Regions from separate parts of the Mus musculus genome. Here all the other regions are linked to region 1. A link is a contact called in public HiChIP or PLAC-seq and promoter capture Hi-C data. All regions are on one chromosome and are shown on one strand. The core of a region is the stretch at or near the end of the contact, and the rest is flanking DNA. Distances in the headings are between cores, read along the strand shown. Region 1 holds the start of Tars (threonyl-tRNA synthetase). Region 2 overlaps Rai14 (retinoic acid induced 14). Region 3 overlaps Rai14 (retinoic acid induced 14). Region 4 overlaps Zfr (zinc finger RNA binding protein). Region 5 overlaps Rai14 (retinoic acid induced 14). Region 6 overlaps Gm34759 (a long non-coding RNA gene). Region 7 has its middle 41 kb from the start of Sub1.

The links. Promoter capture Hi-C pulls out the DNA fragments that hold promoters and counts their contacts. HiChIP or PLAC-seq counts read pairs in DNA pulled down with a chosen protein or histone mark.
Region 2: a promoter capture Hi-C map of hippocampal neurons shows a contact between it and region 1, with 2.7 times the contacts expected there. The contact joins the enhancer-like site here to the promoter of Tars in region 1. A contact is called at or near these places in 2 of 39 promoter capture datasets (embryonic stem cells and hippocampal neurons), 3 of 484 Hi-C or Micro-C datasets (all in embryonic stem cells), 6 of 115 datasets of contacts at active chromatin or transcription factors (acute myeloid leukemia, astrocytes, embryonic stem cells and 1 more) and 2 of 9 other capture datasets (embryonic stem cells and macrophages).
Region 3: a promoter capture Hi-C map of cranial neural crest shows a contact between it and region 1, with 2.8 times the contacts expected there. The contact joins the enhancer-like site here to the promoter of Tars in region 1. A contact is called at or near these places in 6 of 39 promoter capture datasets (the 3T3-L1 cell line, cranial neural crest, hippocampal neurons and 2 more), 1 of 115 datasets of contacts at active chromatin or transcription factors (embryonic stem cells) and 1 of 9 other capture datasets (adipose tissue).
Region 4: a promoter capture Hi-C map of embryonic stem cells shows a contact between it and region 1, with 3 times the contacts expected there. The contact joins the enhancer-like site here to the promoter of Tars in region 1. A contact is called at or near these places in 8 of 39 promoter capture datasets (3T3-L1-derived adipocytes, the C10 cell line, cranial neural crest and 4 more), 1 of 15 datasets of contacts at CTCF or cohesin (large pre-B cells), 3 of 484 Hi-C or Micro-C datasets (adipose-derived mesenchymal stem cells, nephron progenitors and neural progenitor cells), 6 of 115 datasets of contacts at active chromatin or transcription factors (the 230-238 cell line, astrocytes, embryonic stem cells and 2 more) and 3 of 9 other capture datasets (adipose tissue, liver and macrophages).
Region 5: a promoter capture Hi-C map of liver shows a contact between it and region 1, with 3 times the contacts expected there. The contact joins the enhancer-like site here to the promoter of Tars in region 1. A contact is called at or near these places in 2 of 39 promoter capture datasets (embryonic stem cells and liver) and 1 of 115 datasets of contacts at active chromatin or transcription factors (astrocytes).
Region 6: a contact with region 1 is called in an H3K4me3 HiChIP or PLAC-seq map of stem cell-derived neural progenitor cells, with 5 times the contacts expected there. The contact joins the enhancer-like site here to the promoter of Tars in region 1. A contact is called at or near these places in 2 of 39 promoter capture datasets (the 3T3-L1 cell line and pre-B cells), 2 of 484 Hi-C or Micro-C datasets (CD4 T cells and embryonic stem cells), 6 of 115 datasets of contacts at active chromatin or transcription factors (the 230-238 cell line, double positive thymocytes, embryonic stem cells and 3 more) and 2 of 9 other capture datasets (adipose tissue and liver).
Region 7: a contact with region 1 is called in an H3K27ac HiChIP or PLAC-seq map of embryonic stem cells, with 6 times the contacts expected there. The contact joins the enhancer-like site here to the promoter of Tars in region 1. A contact is called at or near these places in 6 of 39 promoter capture datasets (the 3T3-L1 cell line, 3T3-L1-derived adipocytes, the C10 cell line and 3 more), 1 of 15 datasets of contacts at CTCF or cohesin (large pre-B cells), 3 of 484 Hi-C or Micro-C datasets (the Ba/F3 cell line and embryonic stem cells), 11 of 115 datasets of contacts at active chromatin or transcription factors (the 230-238 cell line, bone marrow-derived macrophages, embryonic stem cells and 4 more) and 1 of 9 other capture datasets (embryonic stem cells).

What each region holds. Positions count from the first base shown.
Region 1 is chr15:11,397,518-11,401,718 of GRCm38.p6, reverse strand. Tars (threonyl-tRNA synthetase) reads left to right here and starts at 2,061. Exons shown (of 19, transcript NM_033074.3): 1 at 2,061-2,233. The coding sequence starts at 2,180.
Region 2 is chr15:10,583,030-10,587,230 of GRCm38.p6, reverse strand. Rai14 (retinoic acid induced 14) reads left to right here. Exons shown (of 18, transcript NM_001166408.1): 13 at 3,395-3,449. Among named protein-coding and RNA genes, the nearest start is that of Gm10389, 15 kb to the left of the region's middle. Within about 2 kb of position 2,505, at least 110 of the 459 cell types and tissues checked have an H3K27ac peak or open chromatin away from gene starts, as enhancers often do. A contact at or near this core is called in hippocampal neurons, where this site is marked.
Region 3 is chr15:10,646,587-10,650,787 of GRCm38.p6, reverse strand. The region is part of intron 2 of Rai14 (retinoic acid induced 14); the gene reads left to right. Among named protein-coding and RNA genes, the nearest start is that of Gm10389, 48 kb to the right of the region's middle. Within about 2 kb of position 2,252, at least 109 of the 459 cell types and tissues checked have an H3K27ac peak or open chromatin away from gene starts, as enhancers often do.
Region 4 is chr15:12,145,741-12,149,941 of GRCm38.p6, reverse strand. Zfr (zinc finger RNA binding protein) reads right to left here. Exons shown (of 20, transcript NM_011767.2): 6 at 3,546-3,793; 7 at 223-414. Among named protein-coding and RNA genes, the nearest start is that of Mir1898, 24 kb to the left of the region's middle. Within about 2 kb of position 2,296, at least 4 of the 459 cell types and tissues checked have an H3K27ac peak or open chromatin away from gene starts, as enhancers often do. A contact at or near this core is called in embryonic stem cells, where this site is marked.
Region 5 is chr15:10,688,512-10,692,712 of GRCm38.p6, reverse strand. It overlaps Rai14 (retinoic acid induced 14), which reads left to right. Exons shown (of 18, transcript NM_001166408.1): 2 at 2,261-2,342. The coding sequence starts at 2,307. Among named protein-coding and RNA genes, the nearest start is that of Gm52214, 18 kb to the left of the region's middle. Within about 2 kb of position 2,317, at least 82 of the 459 cell types and tissues checked have an H3K27ac peak or open chromatin away from gene starts, as enhancers often do. A contact at or near this core is called in liver, where this site is marked.
Region 6 is chr15:12,064,492-12,068,692 of GRCm38.p6, reverse strand. It overlaps Gm34759 (a long non-coding RNA gene), which reads left to right. Exons shown (of 5, transcript XR_875043.2): 5 at 429-544. Among named protein-coding and RNA genes, the nearest start is that of Gm34759, 14 kb to the left of the region's middle. Within about 2 kb of position 1,937, at least 84 of the 459 cell types and tissues checked have an H3K27ac peak or open chromatin away from gene starts, as enhancers often do. A contact at or near this core is called in adipose tissue, double positive thymocytes and stem cell-derived neural progenitor cells, where this site is marked.
Region 7 is chr15:12,035,119-12,039,319 of GRCm38.p6, reverse strand. No RefSeq gene overlaps it. Among named protein-coding and RNA genes, the nearest start is that of Sub1, 41 kb to the right of the region's middle. Within about 2 kb of position 1,864, at least 67 of the 459 cell types and tissues checked have an H3K27ac peak or open chromatin away from gene starts, as enhancers often do. A contact at or near this core is called in the Ba/F3 cell line, embryonic stem cells, epiblast stem cells and 1 more, where this site is marked.

The DNA.
Region 1 (4,201 bases), core at 812-3,311:
GGTATTGATACAGAGACAAACATGTTGATCAATGGAATAGAATTGAAGACCCAGAAATAAAAAGACATACTACAATCACTTGATCTTTGACAAAGATGCCAAAAATATACAATGGAAAAAAGAAAGCATCTTCAATAAATTTTGCTGGTTTAACTGGCTGTCTGTATGTAGAAGAATAAAAATTGACCCATATTTGTCACCTTGTACAAAGCTCAAGTCCAAGTGGATCAAGGACCTGAACATTAAACCAAATACACTAAATCTAGTAGAAGGGAAAGTGGGAAAGAGCCTTGAACTCATCGGCACAGGGGGAAATTTGCTAAACAGAATTCCAATGGCTCATGCTCTAAGATCAACAATTGATAAATGTGATCTCATAAAACTGGAAAGCTTCGTCCATTGGTTGGGCGCAAATATCTGTACCTGACTTCTTTCAGCTGCTTGTTGGGTCTTTCAGAGTGCAATCATTATTTGTGAGCTCTCCATAGCCTCAATAATGGTGTCAGGCCTTGGGACCTCTCCTAGAGCTGGATCCTATTTTGGGCCTGTCACTGGACCTTCTTTTCCTCAGGCTCCTGTCCATTTCCATCCCTATTATTCTTTCAGACAGGAACAATTATGGGTCAGAGATGTGACTATGGGATGGCAACCCCATCCCTCACTTGTCTTCCTGCTGGAGGTGGACTCTATAAGTTCCCTCTCCCTACTGTCGGGCATTTCATCTAAGGTCCCTCCCTTTGATTCCTGGGAGTCTCTTATACCCACAACAAGGTTGGTGATAGTGATACCTTCAACATTTTTTTTCAGGATTGTTTTAGCCATCGTGATTTTGTGGTGTGTGTGTGTGTGTGTGTGTGTGTGTGTGTATCTAAAACTTAACATTCTACGTTCTGTAAAGAATTGTGTTGGAAGTTTGGTGGCAATTGCTTTGACTTTGTAGATTGCCTGTGGTAGAATGGTAGAATGGCCATTTTTACTGTATTTATCTATGAACATGGGGGGATTTTTATGTTTTCTGAAATTTTCTCAATTTCTTTCTTCATTGTCTTAAAGTTTTTCTTGTACAATCTTTCACTTGTCTTGTTTGAGTTACTCCAAGATAGTTCATGTTTTTTGAGGCCGTTGTGAAATGTATTGTTTCCCTGGACAATATGTTCCTTGGAAATGGGAACCTGCTCCTTGAAGAGTCACCCAGGAGGCATTTGTCACATTCAAGTGGATCTCAGCGAGTTCCAGGACAGCCGGGCTATACATACAGTGAGACCCTGTCTCAATTCTACTCGGCTGGTGTGTGTGTGTGTGTGTAGGTTGGTGGTGGTGTGGACATTGGGTGGACATGGTTGCAAACGCCTGTAATCCTCTAATTTGGGTGGCTATTGCAGAAGGCTCCCAGATTAGCCAGATCTAAATTGCAAGTTCGAGGCTATCCCTGGCTGCACAGTGAAGCAAAGAAAAAACACAGAACAACCCAAAAACTGGCAGCTGCTATTAGGATAAGCAGGCCAACTAGAACTTTCTGCTAAGCATTTTGCTTAAGTAGTAAAAATCTAATCTCGAGCTCCCGTGATATCAATGACTTTTGTGTGGAGTTTATTCCTTCAAGTAAAAAGTTAATTTTATCTCTGTGCCGTCTATGGGAAAACTCCGTGAGACACTGAGAAAGCTTTGATCAATGGCGCTTGTCCCTCAAACAGCAAATCGGTCCTATTCTCATGAGGAAGGCTGAGTCATCGCTTCAGATTATCAGCCAACGTTCCAGGTAGAGCGCATCTGAGATAAACCAGAGCGCCAGAGACCATATCCAGCAATTCCGGGAAACTCAGTCCAAGCAGCTCAAGTTCACTACGGTGGCCGCTAAGGCCATGCAAGCTACAGTCAGAAGGGGAAGAGTGCGCTTGCGCGCCTCACTACACAGTCTGGAACTAATGGGATTTCTTGAAGGGTTCGTCATTCTCGGCTATTCTATTGGCCAAGGAAAGGGAGGACCCGCCTCTCCGCGTAGCCCATTGGCCTCGTGTCCAGGTAGGGCGGGGCCAGGAGTCCCGTTGCATCAGCTGGTTAGCTGGTTCCGCCTGTGGCCACGTGGCGCACGCGCAGTGCGGAATTGTAGGTCTACACCGCCGGCTTGGGGTCTTCTCTGCGGTGCAGCTCACGGGTTTTGTCTCTCTGTGGTCCTTCCATGTCGCAGGAGAAGGCTAGCAGCCCTTCGGGGAAGATGGACGGCGAGAAGCCGGTGAGCAGGCGCCGTGGGGTGCAGAGAGCGGATGTGTTCTGGGAGCCGGCACTGCCCGGCGGGGCAGGAGTGGAAAGTAGCAGGGAGCAGTCGGTATTGGGGGCCCTGGGTAATAAGTTAGGAACTCTTGCTGGCAGGGTCTGGGGGGTGGGGGGGCATCTTCATCCTAGAGATCTGTGAATTGAGACTGAGTGGTTTGCTCAGATAGTAAGCATTTGGGGCTTAGACTCCCGCGCTTGTATTTTTTCACTAAAATAAGCGGGAAGAACATTTGAAGAACTTTTTAAAATCCTAAACTGCGTGGAGCAAAAAGCTCTAGTTAGGAAGGAAAAGCCAGTCCCCGCGATCAGATCCAGTTTGCCCAAGATTGGGTGCTAAATAAGGCTGGATGCCCCCATTGACAGACTGTTTTGAAATTAAAGCCTCTGTCTGCCAGGTGCTGGAAGCGACCTAAATAACTTCACACACATCCCCTTTAAACTTTGCTTTGGGCTGTCACCCACTGGTTAGGAACAGCATTTGTACACTGGCGTGTTTTCTGCCCCACCCCTCTTTTACAGCCAACTGTGCCTGTGTCCCCTGTGTATTTATTTGCCCTGGCACTTAGTCAGGCAGTCCAGGTGGCTACACAAGTTAAGATCGATTCCTGACTTTGGGGGCTCCCCAAATGTGCAGGACTGGAAAATCGTACTTCTCTGATTAGCTTGGTTGAGTTATAGAGAAGCACAGTCAGACTGTTTTATTGGGTTTGGAAAAATGAGGTCAGGTAAATCAGGCAGGGCAGGGCTGTCCAGGTTCAGGGGATGAATTGTGCCCCGGCTGTACAGGGAGAGACGGGAGGGAAGTGCAGCGATTGAGGCTATCAGTATTCTCTACGTGCAGGAGTTTTGTAGGGAGGTGCTATGTATGTATTGTATTGTCAAAAAGTGACATGGCATGGGGGTTTAAGGAACATTGGAAAGGGGTGAGGCCATATGACAGATTGTCTAGGTAACCATTGCTGACGGTTGCTAGGGTCTTCATCAAGAGGAGTTTCCATCCTGATAGGGCAAATCACTAAAATGCTTGTGTATGCGCTTTAAGCTACAGATTTAAGGCGATGAATGACAGGTATACATGGATAGATTTTGTTCCTATTTCCTTATGTTTTTAAGGTGTTTTATGGTTTTATAACTTGGTTACCCCTTTGCCTCCTTCCCTGCTGTCTTTTTTTAAATATTTTTTTTATTTAGATTTATTTATTTATCATATGTAAGTGCACTGTAGCTGTCTTCAGACACTCCAGAAGAGGGAGTCAGATCTCATTACGTATGGTTGTGAGCCACCATGTGGTTGCTGGGATTTGAACTCAGGACCTTTGGAAGAGCAGTCAGTGCTCTTACCTGCTGAGCCATCTCTCCAGCCCCTCCTGCTGTCTTTTAATCCTGCTAAACCCACCCTGTTACTTCTGAGGCCGACTGGGTTCTTGAGATTCGTCTGAGGCTGGAAGCTTCTTAAGATAATCATCCCCTGAGTGGGCATGTAACACTTCAGAGTGGGACTTTGTGAGTAAAATTACTTGAAATGTGAAGTGTGATGTCATTTCCTCTGTAATAATCAGGTACCTTAAACTTCTGGCAGCTTCCTGGGCGAGGTACAGATCTGACCCCAGACTTCGCTTGTCATCGAGAGCCGTCCTCAGCCCCACAGGCTGCAAGGCCTTTTTCCTTTCACACATAATCTTCACAGCATTGTTGTGAAGAACATAATTACATTCAGTGTGAAGAGGGAAAACAGCCTAGGAGATCTGAAGTGATAAACAAGTGATCACTCAGTCCACATGTGTGCTTTAGTCTCCCTGCAGAGAGCTGGTGGGGAGGGAGGGAGGGAGGGAGGGAGATAGTGCTCCCTGTCCCTCCTCGAAATAACTCTTATTGAACATGTTACATTTTTTTATTGCTTTGCATACAGGTCCAGGTAAGCTTATTG
Region 2 (4,201 bases), core at 1,256-3,755, 810 kb after region 1:
GTGTTCACACGTGCATGTAGACACAGAAATAATCATTAGTGAGAGGACGTTTTGGTAATTTATTTAAAAGATTTATTTATTTTATGTATATGAGTACACTGTAGCTGTCTTCACACACACCAGAAGAGGACATCGGATCCCATTACAGATGGTTTGTGAGCCACCATGTGGGTGCTGGGAATTGAACTTAAGACCTCTGGAAGAACAGTCAATATTCTTAACCACTGAGCCATCTCTCCAGCCCAATTTTAACTACAAAACAAAACAAAAACTTGAAGCAATGTTAACTCTCACAATTTAGTCATTCTTCATCATATAAATCAAGACATCACTATGTACACAATAAATATATGCAAAATTCATAAATAAAATGTATTGTTAATTTTAGAAATTTTAATTTTTACTTTAAGTACATCGAGTGTTTTAATAATAAGTTTGCTCTCTTGTGCATGCAGTTCCCTCTGAGGCCTGAAGAGGGCGTTGTATTCCCTGGGATTGGAGTCACATAGTCAGTTATGATAACAGCATGTGAGTGCTAGGAATTGAACCCAGGTTCCTCTGGTAGAGCAGCCACTACCCTTAACCTCTGAACCATTAGTCCAGCCAAAATTAAAATTCTTAAAAACTGAAGGTGGTACAATTTACCTACTTCTGGTTGGTAACACTCATCTCCCTTATTCTGGAGTATAGATTATTTATAAAATGGCAGCTGTATTTTTTTTTTTTTTTACGGATTCTCTACATGAAATACAGTATCCTGTATTGGACACTAGGATAGAGACAGATGTGGTAGTGCACACACTGGAAATATCCAGCTAAGGAAGCGGAAGCACAAAGATCAAAAGTCCAGTGCTAACCCAGGAGATAGCAAGTTCATGGCTAGCCTGAGCTTTGTAAAGTGAGGCACTTGGCTCAGTGTTAATGTGTAGAAGAGCCCAGACCGTGCCCCTGGTGTGAATATAAAAAGGCTACCAGTGGGAGAGTGCTGTAATCTGGACACACACTGTTGTAAGTTAGTTAGCAATCATCCATTGTGCTGAGGTGTCCATTTTTGGCAAATGTATTATGAACACAGACGTTAATGTTAGCAGACACAGGGTAATGTTTCATAACTGCTTTACAAATCTAAAGTTTTCCAGGTGTGAGGTGTATTTTTTTCAGAAAGGAAAAGGTCTGAAAAGAGACGGCTCAGTGTCAAGAATGTGTGTTGCTCTTGCATGAGACCCCAGTTCCAGTCAGGCACCCACAGCAGACAGCTCACGGCTGCCTTTGACTCCATCCAGAGGGTCTGACACCCACTGCTGGTCTCCCTCACATGCATAATTAAAAACACAGTCATTAAAAACCATTCCATAGCTCAACAATAGCTCACCTAGAACTGATCTTACCAAACCGAGTTGACATTTCCAACCAAAACAACAACAAAGCTTTTCTCATGGCTGCACAAATTCTTTTCCTGACTATAAAAGCAGTATTAATCTATTTTAGAAAGTCCATTAGGCCTTATTCTACCAATTCTGTAAAGTATGTATTTAGAAAGTATTTTAAAGAAGAGGGGGGACCTCGGTTATAATGACTGTTTACCTAGGCATCCCTGGGATGTTGTAGTTGGACAGGGGAAATTTCTAACTGTTAAACGAATCCCTCCTGTGTAGCTGGTTGTGTATTTACATCCTCCAACTCGGACTTATTAAAGGTGAATTCTGAGGCCCACTCCCGCACACTGCCACTTCCTTTACTTTAGGCCGTATCAGTAGACTTTTGAGATGAACACTCATATAGGCAACACAAGGGAATCATGGTCCTGTATTAGCGTTCTGACGTCATCTAGTAAGATTGTGGCTGGAGAGACACAATGCATTGCAGCCAGCAATACCGTGAATTGTAACTCTCAACAGTAAGGTGGGCTCTGGCTCCTAAACAACACAAAGCAAAGCAAGATTTCTTTAAGTGCCAATTTAGAATGGCTGAGACCAAAGGTTGATGAGCATGCAATATAGTCGAAGTACATCTGTCGTTTTCTCCAGGTGGGATTGTAAAATGTTAGCTATTTTGTATGTTTCACAATTCCTTTACAAGTTAAACATGTGCCTACTCTATGATCCAGCCCTGTGTGTTTTCCCAACAAAAGGAAAAAAAAATGTCCATACAGAATTGGATACTTAAATGTCCCTGTCTTATTCACAGTAGCCTAAGCTGAATTGCCATCAGTACTGAGTGGATGCAGATAATACGATATATCTGTGTGAAAGCGTATCACTCAATGATGACGTGCAGAAGGGATGAGCTGTGTGGCATATAAACAGCACCAGACATAGAAAGCCGTCAATAATAATAATAATAACAATAATAACAATAAAAACCAGCTACACATATACCCTTACTGTGTGGCAGTCCATTGTAGAAAATGAAAATCGGGGAGTCCTGGCCGCCTGGGGACAGAGCAGGCAAGGATTGGCTGTGAGAAGGAAACCTTGGGGATGACTGATGGAAATCTGTGGTTGCCATGGTGCTGCTATCTGTGCTATAATCATTTGCTATAATCTCATGAAATTGTCAACTGTCATTTGAGGCAGTTTGCCACCGTTCGTATCTTTTACAGCTGAAGAGAAAAGGGCGGGACAGCCATCTTTTATCAAGTGTCAAAAATAAGCCACTGTGCTACCAGTGACCAACTCCGTATGTTCCTGACACTGTAGCTCACCTAGATGAAGTACAGGGATTTCTGGCAAGGTGTTGTATTGAGTGAGTTCAAGGAACCTTGCAGTAATTTAACAAAGTTTAAGGACAAACAAAGTCTTAAGGGCATTAACCATCAGTCCAAGACCATGAAAATTTTTATTCCCTTACAAAATGTTTTCCTCCCAGACAGCTCTTACGTATTACTATGTCCTTTAAACGGATTAATAGCAGAAAATTTAACAAGTAATAGATGTAAAAAAAATCATGTTTAATATACTTAATTAGTCAATTCATGACACACATAAATACTAGTTCTATTTAACTATATTATAAAAAAAAAAAAAACAAAACTCTGCTATCTCAGGTTTTAGGATAAAGTCCAGAAAAAAGGCTGCTATATAAACTATAATTTAAAATATAACTACAATTTCTAAAAAAATATTCTGAGAGTATATCCTCTGCAATTTCTGAAATTTTCAAAACTATACTTTTATAAGTAATTGTCTCTTACTTGCATGTATTTTCTTTTATTTGCATATATTTTAACTGCCTGTTTTCCTGTTGTGACATTTTCTATCATTTTACTAGTGGATTCCCAGGAGACCTTCTTTCTGCGGTCAGACTCAAGGAGAGTAGTCAGTGTGACACTTAAGTGTAATGAGCACGATATTCAGGAAAATTCCTTAACTGTCATTTGTGTTTCTACACACAGGCTGAGATCAGCTCCATACAAGAAAACAAAGACAGGCTGAGCGACAGTACTGCAGGTATGAACAGGAAAATCGCCTTTCCTGCCTTTGACCACATTTAATTTCTTACATGTTTACATAAGGAGAGCAGCGTCCAGTCAAGCCCTCTGTGTAAGGTCATGAGAACCAGCTCATGCCTGTCCCAGGACTGCCAGCAGCGCACAGGCGTGCTTTCTCCACTAGGAGGGGTTTATATGTTAAAGAACTAAGCCAGCAGTGCACAGGCGTGCTTTCTCCACTAGGAGGGGTTTATATGTTAAAGAACTAAGTTTGAGTGTAAAAAAAAATTCCATCTTCAGTTCTCACTTCCCATTAGTATTTTCTCTAATTAAGAATGCGGCAGTAAATAGTGTTGGCAGAGTAGCAGCAGTGCCCGGAGGACTCAGAATTTCCTGTCACCTTACGATTGTAGACAAGTTCAGATACCAGTTACTGTACCTCCCACTAAATGCACAGCAGTTGTTGGACCTGTTTTCAGTCTTAGTTATTTAGTGTGTCAAAAATAAGCTATCAGATTGCTATAGCCTGTGTATTTCATCTTATGCATTTACAGTTTGGGGGTGCAGGCCACAGGTCTCAGGCTTATAGCATCTCACTCTCATTGTACCCAAGCAGCAAGGTATATCACCAAGACAGAGGGGACTCTATAGCCCTGCTGCTCCCACTAGCTAACTTTAATTCCCACCGTGGGCTCTAAGTACATTTAGGTAAAGAAAGTGCCAGTAAGTCAAATGCAGTCGCAATGGCTTCACCAACACAGGGGCTAGTCA
Region 3 (4,201 bases), core at 1,003-3,502, 750 kb after region 1:
GGATTAATATAGTCAAAATGGCTGTCTTGCCAAAGCAAGATACAGATTCAATGCAATCCCCATTTAAATTCCAACTCAATTCTTCATCGAGTTAGAAAGGGCAATTTGCAAATTCATCTGGAACAACAAAAAACCTAGGATAGCAAAAACTATTCTCAACAATAAAAGAACCTCTGGTGGAATCACCATGCCTGACCTCAAGCTGTACTACAGAGCAATTGTGATTAAAAACTGCATGGTACTGGTACAGTGACAGACAGGTAGATCAATGGAAAAAATGCCTTTTTTTTAACAAAGTAAGACATTAGGGACTTAGTTTATATTTTATGGGACTGATAACATTTTTTATAGTTATGTGTTTTAGATAAACTATGGTATAAGATAACTATTATTTGTTTATTTATACACCTGGTTATTATTTTTTGAGTAAGCCATAAGAGATAGCTTTTATACTGCAGGATCAGGAAGGTTTGCACTTTCTAGGGTGTACAGGCTATTTGTCGGTCTCACATACTGCCTGTCTTTCTGTTTCTGGCACTGTTACCCCAATCAACCACAGATCAGCAAGCATTCCCTTGCTAGCTTTTGAAAAAAATGACATAAGTAACTGGGAGTTTATTTTCTAATACTCTGATCATGAAACTTTCTCTGTAACTGTGGTCCTCTCAGGAGAGGACAGTTGGAAGGCCGTCTGGGTGAACTTGACACTGATTATAAGCCGGGACAGTTGAGGACTAATTAAAGTGAAGAATGGCCTGACCTTCGTGAAGCCAGACACAACGCAGGAGGCTTGTGCTATGGAAGGGGTCCCCACTGCACAGCCATCATCTCTGAAGTCTGGGGAAGGAGTCTATCTTCCTGTTGTCTGCTTTCAGTCTCCCAGAGGCTGGACAAAGAGATAGTCACAGGCCCTAGCAATGAACTCCACTCTGGAGATGAGTTAGGAAAGAAAGCAAGCCCCGGAGTGGATCAGGCTGAGGACAGCCAGCCCTCCAGGAGCCGCTCGCGTGGCTGGACCTCATGAGTGGCCATACCTACTGCCAAGGAAGGTACTTATTGTCTTCTTGCTCTGTCTCTGTCTCCTGTGTCACCGTGCTAAGCTGTACCTCACAGCCGAGTGCCTTGGAGAAGGTTACCTCTCTATACAGATGACAGAAAACAACAGATTAGGACGTAAAAGTGTACATTTATGAGAGTACTGTGATTTTGTTGGGTGACCATCGCAAATCTACCAGGTTAGGCTCTTCTGAATCTTAAAAAACTTATATTCTTGTGGGGGTGGCTATGGGGGACTTTTGGGATAGCATTGGAAATGTAAATGAGGAAAATACCTAATTAAAAAAATGTTACCAAAAAAAAAACCCAAAACAACATATATTCATGCCACTTAAAAAAACTTATATCCATGTGTCGTGTGTATGTGAGTGTACCACGCCACACCCGTGTAGATCAGAGTGAGTCTTGGGATTCAAACTTAGGTTGTCAGGCTGGGCAGTGAGTGCCTTTACAGCTCTCTGGTCTGTTAAGTTGTCCCTGCCTATCTTCTCAGCACTATGGAGGCAGAGGTCAGAGCATTGGAAGTTCAAGACCCTTCTCAGCCATAGCAAGTTTGAGGCAAGCCTCTCTGAGAGCCCGTCTCAAAAATATAAAACAAAACAAGAAAGCTTTAGTTTTTACAAATAATTTTATAAAAGACTTAGCATGCTGATACTTTAAAGTAATGATGAATATATTACCACCCTCCCCCCATTTTGTTTGAAAATATTATTGACAAGGGGAGCTCTTCCTGGCTGGTACCTTCTCTTAGCCCTTTGCCCTAGCTCTGAGTACTTGGTCTGAGTTCGTGGGTATTTATCATCGCTGTGTTTAGTCTCTGTGTTTAGAAGTGTTGTTTAGAAGCACCATGTGGCACTTATGTTTCTGAAACACAAGCTGTTTGCCTTGATTTTATTGCCTGGAGTGTATGTTGCAAAAGAGAGAGAGAGAGAAAGAGAGAGAGAGAGAGAGAGAAGAGAGGAGAAAGAAGAAAAGAATGAAAGAACGACCCAGGTGGTTTTTACTATATTTCATTTCCATGCTTTTTACAAATTAGAGGAGGAATTATCAGAACAAGACTGGGGAGTCTGAAGGAGCCAGGATGCTGGAGGAAGAGCTGCAGAATCCCTCCCACCCCTGGAATTTAGCTTCCCAGAGCCCTGGCTATGCTGGGCTGTTCTCCCACAGGCACTCAAAGGAAAACAAAAGTCTGCTGATGAATGAGCAGCCCAGCTAGGACCTGTGCCCTGTTTGAGAGGGAGCTGGTTTCCTGTGTCCCCTCTAGCCCGTGGGGAGATGCGTTCAGGGGAATCCATACGTCCTCAGCCTCTCCTTTTCTTTGCCTTATACAGCAGTCCACATTCAAAAGGTTCAGAGACCCATCCCGACCTCTCTAAGCTCACTTAAGTCTCCTTTCTCCAGTGTGGCTTCAGTCAGCATCAGAACCTGAACAGAAAGAAGACCTGCTGTGCCCTTGCTCTCTGTCTGTTCTGCTTGGGATGAAATGACACCCCCACACCCCGGAATCTTGAGGTAGAAAGGAATTTGGGGGTGTGTTGCATGGTAGGCGTTGCAAACAGCACTACTTAGTTAGGTATAGATGTGGTCCTCCAAGGTACAGGTTCTTACTGCTTGTTTCTCTGCCCAAATGCTAGTTCTGAGAATGTGTGCTACTCTTAGCTCCTCAGGGCTCTGCCCTCCAGGTAAAGTCTCTACTAATACCCCTATTCTACATAATAGAGGCCAACAGCCATCCTGGTTAGGGTGACAGCAGATGGGCTCTGGTCTGGTTACTTGATGGTTCAGATTGATCCCACCCAACACTGCTCACCCTTGTCACTCCAAACTGGGTATACTGGTGGCTTCTCCAGTATCCCATCTCCATACGGGGATCTCTTTCTAGGTCTTATCAGTCGACCTCAGACATAGCCTGGGAAGTGGCCAGTGAACAGCCTTTGTAGATGGGCAGCTGATCAAAGAGATAACTAACTAGCCTTCCCTTCTTGCAGGCACCCTGATCTCTGTGTGATTCCGTGGATTGCCCCCTCTAGCTGGAGGCGAAGAGCTCAGAAGCTGGGGTCCCCAGAATGAGCTCTTTTTCCTCCTGGGAACTGCTAACATGCCCTGTCCTTCCAGTACTCGTTAAGGCAGGGGCGGCTTCTGGCAAGGACTGGCTCTTCCCACTGCAGCAGTTTAGCTTCGGAAAAGACTCTTGTATTGAAGATGTGGTCCCCAGTGCAGTGGGGTTCAGGGCTTGGGGAAGGAGATTGCATCACAAGACCTGTAACCCCATGACTGAATTAACCCACTGATGGATTCGTGTTTTGCAGTGTATTGAAGGTGGCGGAAAGTTTAGAAAGCAGGAGCCAGTGGGAGGAAGTAGGTTACTTCCCTGAAAGGGGAGATTTTGTTCAGGGGCTAGCCATGAGACGAGGAAGATGAGGCCACTCTCTCTCCATGCTAATACGTCTCTCACCACTCTCTAGAAACAACAGAGCCAGGGAATCATGGGCCAAAACCCAAAACCCTGAGTCAAGGTACATTTTTCCAGCTTTAAGATGATCTTTGCCAAATGATGGAGAGCTGACTAACACAATTACCTTCAAGTCACCTCTGGAGGAGATAGGTGTGGTCTTGACATTTTTGGAGGTGAGCCCACAGTAGTCTCGTGCTCAGTGTTGGCATTGGTGACATCCTAGGGATGTCATGAGAAGATTTATTTCAAGCGCTTAAAGTGCCTCAGGACACTTAATAGAAGAGAAGGCGCTTAGGTTCTCTGCTATCAGTGATCCCAAGGATTGGGAAATGGTTATGCTTGTGAACTGCAATGCTTAGAGGCAGGCCGGGAAGGTCAGGTCCAGGAGCTTTGGTTATTGCTGAAGTCCTTATGAGCACTGTAGGACACAGGTGTGCAGGTACGAAGAGCTTCGTGGCAGGAGCTGCTCTGAATAAAGAAAGCTTAGCAGCAGCATGGAAACTCAGCACCACTCTGCTGGCTGGTTGTTACCAGCTCGCGCCAGACCCCAAACATTGCAGATTGACGTGGGAATGCCTAGCTCACTTGCAGGTGGTGCCACCCCTGAGCAGGTGGACCTGGGGTGTGTATGAAAGTGATGGAATTAAGCCGTGGAGAGCAAGCAGCATTGTTCCTTCGTGCTCTCTGTTT
Region 4 (4,201 bases), core at 1,047-3,546, 750 kb before region 1:
AGCAAGTGGTTTAACTCAACTTAAAGGTCGCTAGTGTTTGTCTTTTAAGCAATGACTATTTGATGTTACCGTGATGTATGTTAACATTTAAGCAAGGTTTATAACACACTCAAAGGTTTCAAAAATGGAAGTCAAGTGTTTTCAAACCCCTGTTGAAAAGTGAAAGTAAGCAGAGTAGACATAAGGCTGTGTGTGGGTGGGAGGGGGGACCAAAACACCTACTTTCTGATGCTTAGCACCACGAATGTGGGCAGCATATGCATCTGCTCCTGTACAAGACACATCACAGAGCTCGCAACGTAGCTGATTTTGTGTCCCACGAGTTGAGTTGTTGCTGCTGCTGGTATTTTGAGAGGCTTTCAATGCGGCTTCCTTTTTTTTATGTTTCTGTCCTTCTAAGTGCTCTTTATAAGTCTGTTTTGAACAAAAAGTACAAATTTTCTTTCTATAACATTCTATTCAATTTTCAGACCTCTAACACTCATTTAAAAATGGGATCATAAGCTGACTGGCACATGCCTTTAATCTTAGTACTCAGGAGGCAGAACTGAGCTGCATTGAGTTTGAGAACAGCCTGGTCTACATGGTGAGTTCCAGGCCAGCTAGTTACATGGTGAGACCCTGTCTCAAAAAAAAAAAAAAAAAAAAAAAAACAAAAAAAAAAAAAAAAAAAAAAACAAACCAAAACCAAACGAACAGATGCCCAAAACAAAAGAAATAATCCAACAAGTGTGTGGTGCAGACCTGTAATAGAAGTGCTCAGTAGGCTGAGGAAGAGAATCATTGAGTTCAAGGCTATCCCAGGCTTTGTAATAGTATACTTACTGTCTCAAAATAAATTAAATAAAATAAAAGGGGAGAGAATGAGGAAAGCATGGATGAGATCTGCTATTTTCAAAGCACTTAAGAACAGGGGAGATTGTATGGATGATCTGTAATTCTCTGCAGGTTATTTAACAATAGTTTGCTATTTGGTACCAAGGACTGAATTCAGGGACTACATCTTTAACCTTCTAAGAACAATGTTCTTCAATATTCTATGTATGGGTACACATGCTTGAGTGTGTGTGTGCTGAAGAGTAAACAGAGCAAGCACAACCTATGTTTCTGTTTGAGAGGGTAGCCCAGCCTTTCTGTAGGCAAGGTTTTCCTGAGACCATCCAGGGAGTGAGTGCCTGGGATCTGACTATCCCTGCTTTCTGAATGAACACTAGGATTCTAAGCTCAGGCAACATGAGACATCTTTTACACATGACTTCTGGGGATCAAACTTGTGAAAGTCTGTTTGGAAAACATTACTGAGCTGTTTTGTTTTTAACCCAATAGCTTTGAATTACAAAAGTACTTTCATAAATAGACTATATATAAGATAAACTGCCCATAGTTTTAAGAACTTTTATTTTTTTTTTTTGCTTGTGTATAACACTGGACAGAAAATAATAACTTAAAAAAATCATTACACAAGTCTGATTATAGAATTAATCTGCAAAACTACTGCATGATAGTAGTTCTTTATAAAAAGTTATATTTATAAAATTTAAATTTGAAAATCTGAATGCACTTTAATATTTAATCTAGTTAAACAGATTGCTTAAGAATGAATACGAGTACATATATTTTAATACTAAGTAGGTGTCAATAATTCAGAAAACACCAAAAAAAAATATTGCAGGATTATGTATTAAAAACAAAATTAATCCGATAAATTAAAGAGTACATATAAGCCAAGCATAATGGCACACGCCTTTGATCCCAGCACCTGGGAGGAGAGGCAGGCAGATCTCTGTGAGTTTGAGGCCAGCCTGGTCTACATACACAGTGAGTTGGTGCTGTAGAGGGAAGATGAGCCAAGCACTACATAGTGAGACCCTGTGTCTGTCTGTCTTCTGTCTCAAAAGGGGGTGGAGAGATATACTGGTAGAATAGAGCTGGAAACAGAAATATGTGAAGAGTTAAATTTGACCTACTCTCCCCAAATATGCTTTTTATATGCCAAGCTGCTAAAATTTTTTTTTAAAGAAAGATTTATTTATTATTATATCTAAGTACACTGTAGCTGTCTTCAGATGCATCAGAAGAGGGCGTCAGATCTCATTATGGATGATTGTGAGCCACCATGTGGTTGCTGGGATTTGAACTCAGGACCATCAGAAGAACAGTCAGTGCTTTTAACCACTGAGCCATCTCTCCAGCCCTAAAATTTCAGAAAACAAATCAAAAGCATTCATGCCTGATACCCTCAGAGGGAAGAGGCACCACACCCCTGGAACTGTGGTTAAGTGAGTTAGCACAAAGCTCTGGAAACCCAACCCAAGGCTTCTATAAGATCAAGTGCTCTTAACCACTGAGCCATCCCTCTAGCCAATTCTTATGTAAATTCCTACATAACATTTTTTAAGACAGGCTCTTGTTTTGCAGTCTAGGCTGACCGTGTGAAATCTTCCTACTTTTGCTGTACAAGTTGTTGGGATTACAAGTGTACGCCCCCATACTTGACAAAACAGGGCTCTCTTAATAGTCAAAAGAGGTGGAGTTTAGAAAGGGATGAATTCATTAACAGACCCATGCTTTAAAACAAACATTTTAAGGTATAGCTGGTAGAACCATGACAAGAAAAAAATAATAAAGGACTCATATTTGTCATAGGTTGATCTTCTTTTAGGTGAGTAGAAGAAAACAGGGTCTCTCACCAAAGCTGGCCTAAAACTAACTATATAGCCAAGGACAACAATAAACGTTTCTACCTCTCAGTACTGGGATTACAGGCGTGCAGCAACTACCATGTCTGATTCTGTAGTTGTGGGGATGGGTCTACGGCTCAGAACAGAGGCAAGCACTTCACTGACTGCCTTGTATCCCCAGCACGGGAGGTCATCTTTCTTAACTTTTCTCATTTCCAATGTTCCCAGTCCCCTTGTGGAGAGAGCTATAGAAGTTACATTCTATAAAACATGTACAAAATAGACTCATTAGAAATACAATCAAAATTTATAATTGGAATTTTAAAAATCTTTTAAAGTTTTATATAAAAAGCAAAGGAGGCACCCTAGAATGGGTGGAGGGCTCAATTTCCTTATTTTTCAAACATTTATAGCCACTTTTACAGTTTTCCTGATTATTGCTTTTGTGTTTCAACACAAACGACTTTCAAAGAAATGTTTAGTGAAATACAGCCATCTCTCAGTGTCTGCAGGAAATTGTTGCAAAATCCAAGCACACTCAAGTTCTTTAAATAAAATAGCAAAATTATTGCACATAATCTATTTCACCTGCATACATTAAAATCTATAGATTATTTGTAATACCTGTTGTAAATCTTACTGAACAGTTTTACTGTTCAGTTTAGAAAGTAATAGGGAAAAAAAGTGTAGGTACTCCACACCAATGTAGTTTTCCACATGCACATTTTTGATTTATGGGTGAGCTGCTGAGTGTAGAATACACAGATGTGAATGTGCTTTGTAGGCACAGGAGTTAGAATATCAACCCTACTCAATTATGAAAAATAACCACGGAGACTCATGGTAAATACACAATATAAGTACCTGTGGTCCAGCACAGCTGATCTTACAAACATCACAATAATGAATCTGGGGTGGTTTGGGAGGCTGTTTTGGTTTCAGTTGTTTATTTTGGAATGGTGTTTTTTTAGTAAAGGTGGTCCCTGTCCAGGCAGCTGTTGCTGCTGCAGCAGCAGCTGCTGCTGCTGCTTGCTTCTGTTGTTGCTGCTGCTGTTGGTAGTAGGAAGACGCAGCTGAATATACGGCTGCTTCATAACCTGAATAAGATGTACCTTACAAATAAAACGAAACAAAGATTATGTTATATGATTATAAAAGGACAAGTTAAATGTCAATTATAAATTTAAATTCAAAAAATGTCAAAAGGTAGATTACATGTGCATATTTACAATTATATATGTATCTTATCTCATGAAATCTCTCCCTCCCCCCAGACTTACCAACCTTCTACAGCAAGTCATTTAAATATTTACTTGACAGTCAGGTGTTGTAAAGATGTATAAGAAAAGCATAAGATGTTGCCCTTCACTTAAAAGATGCTTACTGCTCAACCGAAGGAATGTGTTTGACAACTGTGTGGGTTCCAGAACCTATTGACCCTCTGAGCACATTTCACAAAACCCTGACTTTTGAAGAAGAACGTAAAGTATGAAAAATGCAGAAGCGCTTCATAAAGTAAG
Region 5 (4,201 bases), core at 1,068-3,567, 710 kb after region 1:
AGTGCTGTGGGATGACCTTGTTTTCATGTCCTTCATCCAAGGATTCTGCTTGGTGACATCAGCACAGATGGAGGCAAACACATCGGAGGGTAGCATGTATGGTGACTTCTGGGTGCAGACACAGGAGGAAGGATGAGTCGAGAGTTGTTTATGTCCTGAGTCTACCCCACTCCTGACCTCATAAATCATGTTTGTTTTAAATGAGAATGTAGAGGAAGGCAAGGTGGGCTTGCAAGGCTTGGAAAAAAAATAATGTCTAGGAGTGTTAGGCATTTACCCACCATTCTATAGCTCCCCACTGTAATGGCACTGCCAGTTGGAAGTTCACATTACGGCTTCTGTCAAGTACTGTTTAAAGCTGACCTTTACTGAGCACTCAGTGCAGTGGGGAATTTCACATGGATTATCTCACCTTTCTGACTAAGTGCACTTTGACTTTCTTCTTAGTCTTAGAAAATGATAAATTCTGCATTGCGTTTTGACACAGGCTTCTGGCTTTTGGTTTTGACCGTGGAACCATATAGGACTGTGGGGAAAGCATGCTTTGGCATGGCCGACAAGTGTCTTAGTCGCTCTCAGAGGCTTGAACTTTTGTAGTTGTCTTTGGAAGAATGGCAGGTACCTTGCAGAATCCAGTGAAGACTAGGAAGCTTCTCCATATGTGTATATATGTGTGCATGTGTGTATATGTGTGTATTGTATGTGTAGGTATATATACATATATGTATATATATGTGTGTGTGTTTGTATGCATATGTATGTGTGTATGTGTATGTATATGTGTGTATATGTATGTGTGTATATGTATGTGTATTTGTATATGTTTATGTGTATGTGTACATGTATGTGTGTATGTGTGCATATACGTAAATATACATATTTTGAAAAACTTACATACAGTTTCCAGGAGACTAAAGACTTCTCCTAAGTGTGGTAACTGCTGAAGACTTCCAGTACCAACTCGGAATTGCTGAGTCTCAAAAGGACCCGGAGAGTCTTACATAGCTTAGAGTAGGCCCCCTGAGGAATGAGGTATTTATTAGGGAGATTATGTTGTTCTTGGCATTTTCTACCAACTGCACTGTGCATTTAAGAGGAGCAGGGGAGGGAGGCAAGCACTGGAAAAATAAGCAAGGGATAAACAGCACGTGGAAGAGGAACGCTTTTCTCTCATCTCCTATTTAACCCTTAAAAGGAGGTCAGTTGTACGACTGCAAAATGAAGGATACATTGATTACTTCAGTAGGCATGTGCTGCTTTGGTTTTTATTACTGTAATGAAATACCCATGTCTGGATAACACTATCAAGGAAGGATTATTAGTTGGTGATTGCGCAGGTTCAAAGGCATGTTTCTTTAGAAGACCTTGGAGCAAATGACAGTGTTGGGAGACCCTGTAAAAGGGAAAGCTCCACTTGCTGGAAGGGCGGAGCTTTAAGGGTCACTTTGCTCTCATCCCAAGAGACCAGGGAGCCCTTCAGAGATCACTCTCCCAATGACAAAGACCTCCCTGCAGACCTCGCCTCTTAGTGATCCCATCACCTCCCATATCACCAAGCTTCCAATACTGGAATTCCCCAGCAAGCCACACCCCAACCACAGCAGAGAAGAGAGTCGGGCGAGACTCACAGACGCCCCAATCTTATATGCTTGGTAATTTAAGTCTAAGACCCTGAAGCAGAGTAGAGTGTTTATTGCCAAGGGACTGGAAGTGAGGAGATGGACTGAGTAAATGCCAATCGAAAGATATGTTTCTGCTTGACAAGAGGAATGGACTCCAGAGCTCTGTTGTGTGGCCTGGTGACTCCTGTAAATGGCAGTCTGTGTACTTGACATTACCAGGGCTTAAAGGTTCTCATCGTAGTACAGTGAGAAGCGTGTGAAGTAACGGGTGGGTTAATTGGCCCATTGGCTGTTCTGCAATGTATATGTATTTCTAAATATCACAGTTGAGGTGGGAGGTATGTGCAGGTTTTCTATGTCAGCTAAAATATACGAAGAGGATAAAACAGTTCTCGTTTTTTTGTTTTCTGTTTTTCTTCTAATTTGTACGTGTCAGGGGGTCTGCGGGTGTGTATCGTGAGTGGGAGAGCTTTATGTTCTTCGCTGCCACCCCGCTGCTCACTGACAGCCAGCTCAGTCCAACCCTATCTCCTCCGCCTCCTCATAGCCCAGTGTCGTAATCCAATCAGGGGAGAAAATCTGTAGTGTTTACTTGGCAAGCTACATTCATTCATTTTTTTCTCTCCCTCTCTGCTTAGGTATTGACAAATCTCCCAGGACTTTGGAAGGCTGAATGGACTAAACATGAAGAGCCTGAAAGCAAAGTTTCGGAAGAGCGATGTAAGTACGCAGTGACTCACAGTCTGGCTGCCCCACCGTGCTCCTTGGGCCTATGGAAACAGCCATGCTCCAGCCCTGATAAGGCTCTGGGTTAATCAACTACAGATTCCGAAGCACGGGCCCGCCAGCACAACGTGGTGTCTGCGAATGAGCGGGGTTTAGTGTGCTGTTTGTGTGTCCAGCTTTCCGAAACGCCTGTAAAGGCCAAAAGAAACTCTTCCTGTCATGGAGAGACAGGAGCAGTCAAGTGGAAGGAGCAGGAAAAGCCAGTGTTTCCAATCCTGATTTAGAATGTCATTTTATTAATTTTATATTTATTATTAATCCACTCTAGTTTTTTGCCCGACCCCCACCCCTGAGAGAATCTTACTTTGTACAGTGTCCGGCCTTGAACTGATGGCAATCCTCCTGCTTCAGCCTTCTAAGTGCTTACTCATCATAGTTGGCCAGAATAGGGGTGATAAAGGACTTACATTATTAACATTGTTCCCTTGGTCTTTAAGAACCTTGAACTCAGTGTTTGTAGTTCACTAGTCTTTTTACTCCCCCTACATTCCTGAATTTTTTTTTTTTCTCACAAAGTCCATCATAAACAACTTTAGATTGGCGGACTGGATATAAGGTCTGAAACATGAAGGTCTCCCATCAGAGAAGGTGACAAGGACTCGAATAGCGATACTCTCAAAGAGTCTTACCTCTTAAGCTGTGCTGGGATCCGAGTCTTGTAACAAGCTACATTCCAAAAGCTTCAAGCGAAACAGTTGCACGAGAGAGAAATTCATGGAAGAGCATTAGATAGAAGCCCAGGCAAGTCAACCTTCAAAATAGGCTTGCTCTGTTACTGCCTAAGATTGCGTAATTAAAGGCAAGCCTGGAGTTTTGTGCTCTGCCATGAATTTATTTCAGCAGGTTGGCACGGTTTCGAGTTTGCAGTAAAGGAGGCTGCATCTTCATGGCTAGTGCACTCTGCGTGCACCTACTTATCTCTCAGACTGCGCTGTGATGAGTAGCTGTGTACTTACTACTTTGATAAGAGGCCAGACTCGATGCTTCGAGAGTGACTCCAAAGTATCAGCTCTTGAAAAAAAAAAAAAAGTAACAAGAAATCTTAGAGAAAAATTCATTTCACTCTTAAGGCAAATTAACTGCAACTCAGAGAATGTGAAGTGACTTGAGCAAGGTCAGATAGTTAAACCCTTCTGTCACTTCCTCAGACGCCCCTCCCCCAAGCACACTTTACTATGCTCCCCGGCTGGCCGATGGTACTAAGCCTATGTGTCACCTTTGGCTTCAATTAAAGAGGAAAGGCTAGTAATACACTGCCTTGCCCAGTTCCAGAGGTACCAGTCTATAAATTACCAAATAAGGGAATTTGGGGTGGAACGATAGCTCAATGGTAGAGCATTTGCTTAGCATTCGTGAGGCCCTGTGTTCAATTTCCTTGACTGCCAAAGGGGGGAAATTGATCCAAGAGACTTTGGGCTGCTTCCAACTGTGTACGTTGAGATTATTGGAGCAGGCTCTCATCCTCTGGGAGTTGTGATCTATAACCAGGGCAGGGTGTGTATGTGTGTGTGTGTGTGTGTGTGTGTGTGAGAGAGAGAGAGAGAGAGAGAGAGAGAGAGGGAGAGGGAGAGGGAGAGGGAGAGGGAGAGGGAGAGGCGCACATATAACGCTGGATGTGAAAATTTAAAATGGGGATTATACAGAGGGTACTGCTGGAATCTGTTTTAAATGAAAATTGAAACATTTCCGTGAATTAAAAAAATAAAACCACAATAATAACACTGGTAAAAGCTTCTGAGATCTGGCAGCACGAAGGTCTTGGTTTGGGCAGTAAAGTACTAAGAAGGAACGTT
Region 6 (4,201 bases), core at 688-3,187, 670 kb before region 1:
CTTTAAGGACTTTCTTCCAGGTTTCCTACCTTTGTGTGCAGGCGTGCAGTTTTGAATGGTTTAAGACAGATTGCTGCTCCTTCCTTGGCTTGTTTCCCCCTCCCCCCAATATTTGCCTCACTAGGAGTTGTAAATGTTTAGTCCAGCATGCCAGGCAAGCACTGTGCCTGGGCCTCTCTCCCTTTCCTAACTGTCTTCTAATTTTTTTTAAGTCCTCAAACTTGCAGTAAAAACTGAGTAGGGACGGAGGACACTTGGTTTTGATGTAAAGAGTCTATCTCCTTCTACAGTATGCTTTGAATTCACTTGAAGATGGCGGAAGGAACTCCCTAAAGACAACAGGGGAAGCCACTCTCCATGTTCTGCCCTCCTTGCATTTATCCCTCAGCCTTGCTGTAGCAGGTTTTATTTTATTTTATTTTTTCCAGAACACTTGACCCCTCCCTCAGCCTGAACTTGCAGCTTCATCCCCGATTTTCCTGGATGGACCCAGGGCTTTGAGCCAGGAAAGTGCTGGAAAGAACAGGATTGCCCTGGGGGAGTGGCAGAGGTAGGGATCCAAATCCCTGACATATCCCAGCTTAAAAAGTCATCAGGATACTTTATTAAGAAGCTTGTCTGCCTCATTGTGTTATTTGGATCCATTTCGACTCTAACCCTGGGAGGAAGAAGGGAGGGAGGGAGGGGGAGAAAGGGAGAGAGAGAGAGACAGAGATATAGAGACAGAGACAGAGGGAGGGAGGGAGGGAAGGAGGTAAGGAGGGAGGGAGGGAGGGAGGGAGAGAGAGAGAGAGAAAAGAAAACCTTTCCTACTTCAAATAAAATACCACAGTTGCTAAGTGAAGATTACAAAAGACAGTAAAACAGGCCAAGAAGTGGTGGGAGTTTGAGATGGGGAGAAGGGAGTGTGTTGGGGGCGACAGGATGGAGGCAGTGCTATGGAGCTGACTGTTGAGGTAGAAGGTGGTAGAACCTAATTACACACACACACACACACACACACACACACACACACACACACGCTACAGCATGTATGTAGAAGTCCATGAATATTATTTAAGAGTTGGTTCTTCTACGGTGGGATCTAGGGTTTAAACTCATGTTGTTAGGCCTGGGCAGCAAGTATGTTGTTGTTGTTGTTGTACCTACTTAGCCATGCCCCCAGATCCTTTGAGGATTCATCTCAAGGAGTCCTCTGCTCTCTTTGACAGTGGGTTTGCTCTGTGTACTTTGCCATCTGTATGTGATTGATTCTTCAAGTCTTTGATTTTGATGTCACAGACCTGTAAATACATGGTCCAGATCAAATCAGTAGGATAATTATGCTTCATCGAGTATCCTCAGGCCAGCAACATCTGCATCACTCTGGAACTTACTAGAAATGCGGCTTCATTGGTCTTGCCTGGAGTTACTGAACCAAAACCTCCGGGATGGAGTTCAGAATTCTGCGTTTCAACAAGCCCAGAATTTTGAATCACTGGCTTAAAAATCACAGTTTGTACTGGTCCTACCTGGGCATCCGTTCTCCTGGAATGAACGGCATTCCAGCAAAGGAAGAGAAAACGCTGTTGGTGGACTACATTCTTCTATTACTGTATCTCCGTATGTGTACACTGCTTGCACTATTTACCCTTTGGTTTTCTTGCCCACTCCTAACCCAGAACCGTGCTTTCCGAGGGCATGAATTTTTGCCTTTCATTCCAGTTTCCAGCCCCAGCACAACAGAAGCAATCCAGCAGCCCTTGCTGGCCAGAGGATAAAATATTAAAGTGGCCTCTCCTTTCTAATTGTCCATTCCCTTAACAGCTGCTTCCTGCTGCTTTCCATTCAGGGAACATTTTCACAGTGGCTCCTGTGCGGGAGCCAAGAGCTGTCTCTCCCAGGGAGTCTGAGAGCAATCATCGCTTTTGCATACAGGACAAGTGGAGGCCCTGGCTTCTTGAATGCAGTCGAACCTTCTTGCGCATTCATGTTTTGTTCCGGCTGTCCTCAGAGAACACAGCTATACAATAGCCCAGAAACCGAACATGGTGATTATTAAGCTGAGTTCTCTATGCCAGCTTCTGGCTGGACCTCTCTCTCAGAGGCAGTTGTACACGGAGAGTCAAACGTGATCTGGAAATAAGCCCTCGGGCTGCCTGCCAGAGAATACCGCTAGCAGCAGTTCTTATTTGTTCTGTCTGGCCCAGAGACTTGGACAAACCTCTTGGGTTTTCTAAAGTCGCCTTTATGAGGTGGGGCACTCGGGACAGCAAGTGTAATTGCAGAGTGGTTAAAAGCAAAGGCACGGGGGTCAGGACTAAGATGGCGTGCATGGGGTAGTACTGAATCCAGACCACCAAGTGTCCTTAGGATCCTTCTCTTCCTTACTCAGCAGAGCCTCTTCTTTGGCCTGAATCTCAGGCAAGGTTTCACAGAACAAGCCAGAGGCAATGGCTGCTAGCATCACAGGAGGCCTGGTACCCACAACAGCAAAGGAAACCTTTCTTTCACCACAGTGTGAGAAAAGCCCTCCATCTGATGTGAGGCACAGGGACCTTCCAGTGCAAGCAATTGCTTCAGTTAGCAGTGCACCCAACTCGAAGGAAGAGGAGGAGTACTTAAGCCTGCGCGGTGGGAACGAACCCCTCTCACCAGAATCAGAGAGAGAGAACAAGCCGCCCACCCACCACCCCATACTGTTGCTATCAGGGGAGATGGCTGCCTAGGAGGAAACATCCAGATACCTCAGTCTGTGTGCCACATTGTGCACCCCTGAGTAACACTTCATTTTGTTTATTAAAGACACCCACATACTGCAGAGCTGGCTATCAGTTTCCAAAACAAGGAAGAAAAGTAATGTGTCTCTGAAGGCAGGAAGTGCAGACTCGTACCCACTGTCATAATGTAGGTCCCAGTTTCAGAGGGTTGGGGGTGGGGGAGCACAGACTGGCCATGCACATGCACACACAGACACACAGACACACAGACACACAGACACACACACACACACACACGAGCACACACAGACACAGACACACACACAGACACACACACACACACACACACACACACGAGCACACACAGACACAGACACACACACACACACACACACACACACACACACACACACACACACTTTTTATTATTATAGTGGCAGGAAGATGTCCCAGATTCAGTAGGTGAAGCACTTGTGATTACACCTGACAACCTGACTGAATCCCCAGAACCTATGGCAGAGGGAGAGAACTGATGCCCCACCTGAGATAGATGGATAGATGGATAGATAGATAGATAGATAGATAGATGGATGGATGGATGGATGGATGGATGGATGGATAGATAGATAGATAGATAGATAGATAGAAGATAGATGGATAGATAGATAAGATAAGATAGGTGGATGGGCCGGGCAGTGTGGTGCACACCTTTAATCCCAGCACTCGGGAGGCAGAGGCAGGCGGATTTCTGAGTTCAAGGCCAGCCTGGTCTAGAGTGAGTTCCAGGACAGCCAGAGCTATACAGAGAAACCCTGTCTTGAAAAAACCAAAAAAAAAAAATATAGGTGATGGATGGATAGATAGAAAGATAAGATAAGATAGATGGAGAGAGAGAGAGAGAGAGAGAGAGAGAGAGAGAAAGATGGCCGGGCGTGGTGGCACACGCCTTTAATCCCAGCACTTGGGAGGCAGAGGCAGGCAGAGCTATACAGAGAAACCCTGTCTCAAAAAACAAAAACTAAAACAAACAAAAACAAAAACAAAAAAAAGAAAGAAAGAAAGAAGGAAAGAAAGAAAAGTAGATAAAATACACAAGAGCCCCAGGTTATCTTTGGGAACCTTTCTTTCCAGAGTCTAGGAGGAAGTGGGGTTTCGTTACCCAAGGACACACCCGTGGTGGTTCTTTGACAGGCTTGCATTATGTAAGCCTTTGCTTTTTGCAATGCCCTTTTCCATGAAACATCTTGTTTGTTTGTTTGTTTGTTTTTGTTTTTGTTTTTTCAAGACAGGGTTTCTCTGTATTGAAACCTCTGATTTTGATCATATGTATGCCCGGTGATGTATCGGCATAAGTTGGTAAATAAGGAAGTCTCCCTAAAAGTTCATCCAAAGGACATGATTTGCCTTAACTGCTTGTATACCCCAAACCAGTGCTAGTTGGATTGCCCCGCTGTTTTCCAGCCCCTGCTATATCCATGTTGGGATGGGATGTTGTGCCGAGG
Region 7 (4,201 bases), core at 615-3,114, 640 kb before region 1:
TGAGAGAAATAAACCCATCAGCCTTGGAATTTCCCCCAGAGTTACCAAGTAAATTGTAAAGAATGGTTTTGTTTCCCCTTAGAGCAGTGTGCTGTTTCAATGTCCCCTGAGCACTAATGTTCCAACAACAGGCTCAGAAGTCAGCAGAAGGAGAACTCCCTCTGTCCCTCCCTCCCTCCCCTCTACCACCCTCCCCCCTCCTCCTTCCCTCCCTCCTCCCTCTGTCCCTCCCTCCTCCTTTTCCTTTCTCTCTTTTCGTTATTTAAGACAAGGTCTCAAACTGTAGCCCAAGCTGGCCTGAAATTTACCATGTAATCCAGGCAAGCCTCAACCTTACAGAAAACCTCCAGCCTCAGCCTCTTTTGTGCTGAAATCACAAGTGTGACCACCATGCCCAGCTTGTGACATTTTTGTATATTGCAGGCGCTACTGCTACCCCTGCACACCAATTATTAACAACAACAACAACAACAACAACAACGGAAACATAAATCTTCAACGGAAACATGGCAGGAGACCAGGCGAAGGTGCGTCATGAATTCAGCTCCATCAGCAGGACTCATTGGACCGCTGTGCTTGGCTGCCAGGGCTGCCCTGATTTTAACTTTGATGATTATATATACACCCTGTCCTAGGCACACTCGCTGTCTCACTATCCGCTCCCCTGCTGTTTTATTTATTTTTGCTGTTATTTTTATTTTGGAGTCAGGGTCTCACTGTACAGCCCAGGCTGTTCTTGAACTCAGAATCCTCCTGCTTCAGTCCTTTAAGCACTGGATTTACAAGCATGTCCCACCATGCCCAACCGCCCCTCCCCCCTCTTTCCCGCTTCCCTTCTCCCTCTTGCTTTGACCCTGCTGGCTCCGCCCCCTGCTGGCTCCGCCCCTGCTGGCTCCGCCCCCAACCTCTCTCTTGTTTTGTTGCTTTACATTTCTAACTGGGCTCCTTGCCATAAAGACTCCCAGCTTCCCTGAGAAGCAGGCTGGTGGCACATGTCTTTAATCCTAGCGCTTGAGTGGCAGAGGCAGGCGGATTTCCGAGTTTGAGGCCAGCCTGGCCTACAGAGTGAGTTTCAGGACAGTCAGGGCTACACAGAGAAACCCTGTCTCGACAAACAAACAAACAACAAAAACAACAGAAAGAGAGAGAGAGAGAGAGAGAGAGAGAGAGAGAGAGAGAGAGAGAGAGAGAGAGAGAATCAAACCCAGATAACCACACCATTGGCTTCTGAACAGCTGCTCTACCAGCTATTTTTGCTGTTGCAGAGTTGGGCTACTGTCAGGTATCATGGCTCACATCTGAAGTCCCAGTATGTGGGAAGCTGAGGCAGGAGGATAGCTACAAGTCTGGGGTGAGCCTAGGCTACACAGTGAGTTTTAAGCTAGCCTGAGCTACAGACTCAGATGCTGTCTTACCTCCCTGCCAAAAGCCAGGCGGTATTAAGTGGAGAAGAAGCTGATTAAGCCAATAGAAACGTGGAATTTTATTAAGACAATTAATGGTAGCATACATGAAATGCAAGAAGCAGGCATGTGCTCTTAAGAAGTGAGCTGGATCTCGGACGGCCCACTTTATGAACTCATTTTAACTGAGGGGAGGATCATTCGTGAATTAACGTAGGAAAAAGTGGGGAAAATTCCAAGAATGGGTTCGCTCCTCCTCTATGCTCTAACCTGAATGATCTTACCTGAAGGGGGAGAGGGAGGAGGAAACCCATCAGGAGTGGTACTGTACCTGGACTGGAGGTTCTTGGTTGTATCACAAAGTAAGCTAAACAAGTTACCCGAGTAAGCCAGGGGGCAGTGTTCCTCCGTGGCTTCTGCTTCCATTCCTGCACCGACCTCCCCAGGTTTTCTGAACAAGCTTGCATATTGCTCAACTCCTGGTGCAGGGAAGCCTTTATAGTGAAACAAAGGACAGTTAACACTGTCACAGCCTTGCTGGTCCCAGCAGGTTTGGAGCTCTCCTGTGTCTTCACTGTTTGAGTTTGAGTGGTCACATGGTGTCTTACTGTCGTGCAGTCCCGTGTTGCATCAGCCTCTAGCCACTGGGGTACCTTTCCTCGGATTTCCTTAATTTACGAGAGCTGTAGCACCATCCTAGAGAGGCTGGTTGTCCTCTGGGCTTTAGCTGACCTGAGAGGACAAGATTCAAAACATCACCGAGCTTCTTAGTCCTTTTATCTTACTTGGTTGGATCCAGAAGGCCAATTGCACCAGTCAACAAAGCTTCAGAGGGTCCCAGATTAGACCCCAAAGTAGCAGTGGGAGACGGAGCTCACTGTTGTCACCCAGGCGTTGCTGGATCGGATCTTGGCTTATGCTTCAGGAAAGAATCCCGACTGAGTCTGTGAGATCCTTAGCTTTAACTGTCCAATTGCCACAGTCTATAATCATTTGGTAAAGGCATCTCAGCAAGGCACTGCCCACACTGAGTTGGCCTGTGGCCATGTCTGTGGGGATTGTGAGTAGCACTATGTCCTAGGTGAGGGTGGAGGAGTAGAGGTGGTGGGTGTGGAGGGGGTGGGGGTGGCCCTGAACTGTGGAGGAGCAGAGAAATCTCCTTGAGCACTAGGAAGCTGAACATGTGTGCATTCGTTTCTCTCTGCCTGCCTGCCTGAGATGTGGCCAGCCAGTTGTCTCAAGCTCCTGCAGCGGTGTCTTCACCGTAAGGGTGGGCTGTGACCTGAACGGTGAGCTAAAGAACATACTTGCCCCCCCCCCCCCCAGTCTCAATTTGTCAGGGTATTTTAATCTCAGCAGCAGAAACAAAGCTACAAGTCAGGATGAAGCAAACTTGTGGCTACTAAGTAAAGAAGGGAGCTGTTTTATTTTATTTTTTTTTGTTTCTGTTTTTTTGTTTTTTTGGGGGGGGTTGTTTGTTTGTTTGTTTGAGACAGGGTTTCTCTGTGTAGCTCTGGCTGTCCTAAAACTCACAGAGATCTGCTTGTCTCTGCCTCCAGAGTGCTAGGGTTAAAGCTGTGCACTACCACAGAGAGCTAAGAAGGATGTTTTTTGTTGTTTGTTTGTTTTGTTTTTTGGTTTTTGGTTTTTGGTTTTGGTTTTGGTTTTGGTTTTGGTTTTGGTTTTGGTTTTGGTTTTTTTTGTTTTTTTTTTTTTTGAGACAGGGTTTCTCTGTGTAGCCCCGGCTGTTCTGGAACTCACTCTGTAGAACAGGCTGGCCTTAGAACTCACAGAAATCTAGCGCTTCTGCCCCCTAAGTTCTGGGAGTCATTAAGTAAAGGGAAATGTTGAGTTTACTAAGAGAAGAGCTGAAGTGCGCACTCAAGGCAAGGAGTAAGCACAAGTTCCTCAAGAAAGTCATAGAAAAACTTTCAGAATTAGTGAGACGTCTGGCACAGGGACCTTCTGCTGGCCTGAAGACCAGACTTCCATTAGGGATCCCGTAAAGATAGCAATCAAATGGTCACTCCCTAGAGTTGTTCTCTGCTCTCTCCATCAGAGGGAGGGAGGGAGGGAGGGAGGGAGGGAGGGAGGGAGGGAGGGAGGGAGGGAGAGAGAGAGAGAGAGAGAGAGAGAGAGAGAGAGAGAGAGAGAGAGAGAGAGACCGGGCCTGGCATTCACCCCAGTGAGAACACCTCTTCCAACAAGGCCACACCCCCTAATCCTTCCCAAACGCTTCCACTAACTGGGGACCAAGCATTCAAACATCCCCATTCAAACCACCACAATAAATAATACAAGCTTGTCTTCTGATTTCTGACACCTCCTGGGGTAGACTCAGCTGGCAAGGCTGGGATTTACAGCTCTTTGCTGTGTTAGCTTTTGGAATCCAACTGCCTTGTCTGTGACTCCTCCTCAAACCATCCTGGCTTCTTGCTTCCATCATCTCCTAAGTCAAATGTGACTCCTTCTCAGAAGGACACTTGTGATTATAGTTTAGATCTTACAAATGGCTCAGAATAAGCTCCTCATCTCAAGATCCTTAACTCAATCACACACGGCAATGTCCCTTTTGCCATATAAGGTTGAGCCTGGGAGGTTTTAGTCTTTAGCATGTGGATATTAGCTTACCAAAGTAAAAAAATTTAAAAAAAGCCAAACAGCTTTTATTTACTTCTTTGCCACAACATTGTATGTGGTTTTAAAGGTTACCCAAGTATACATACTGCTCTTTCTGGTGCCTTGTCCTAACATGTTGATTTAAACAAGTATTCTAAGTATTAGCTTGTGGCTGACCA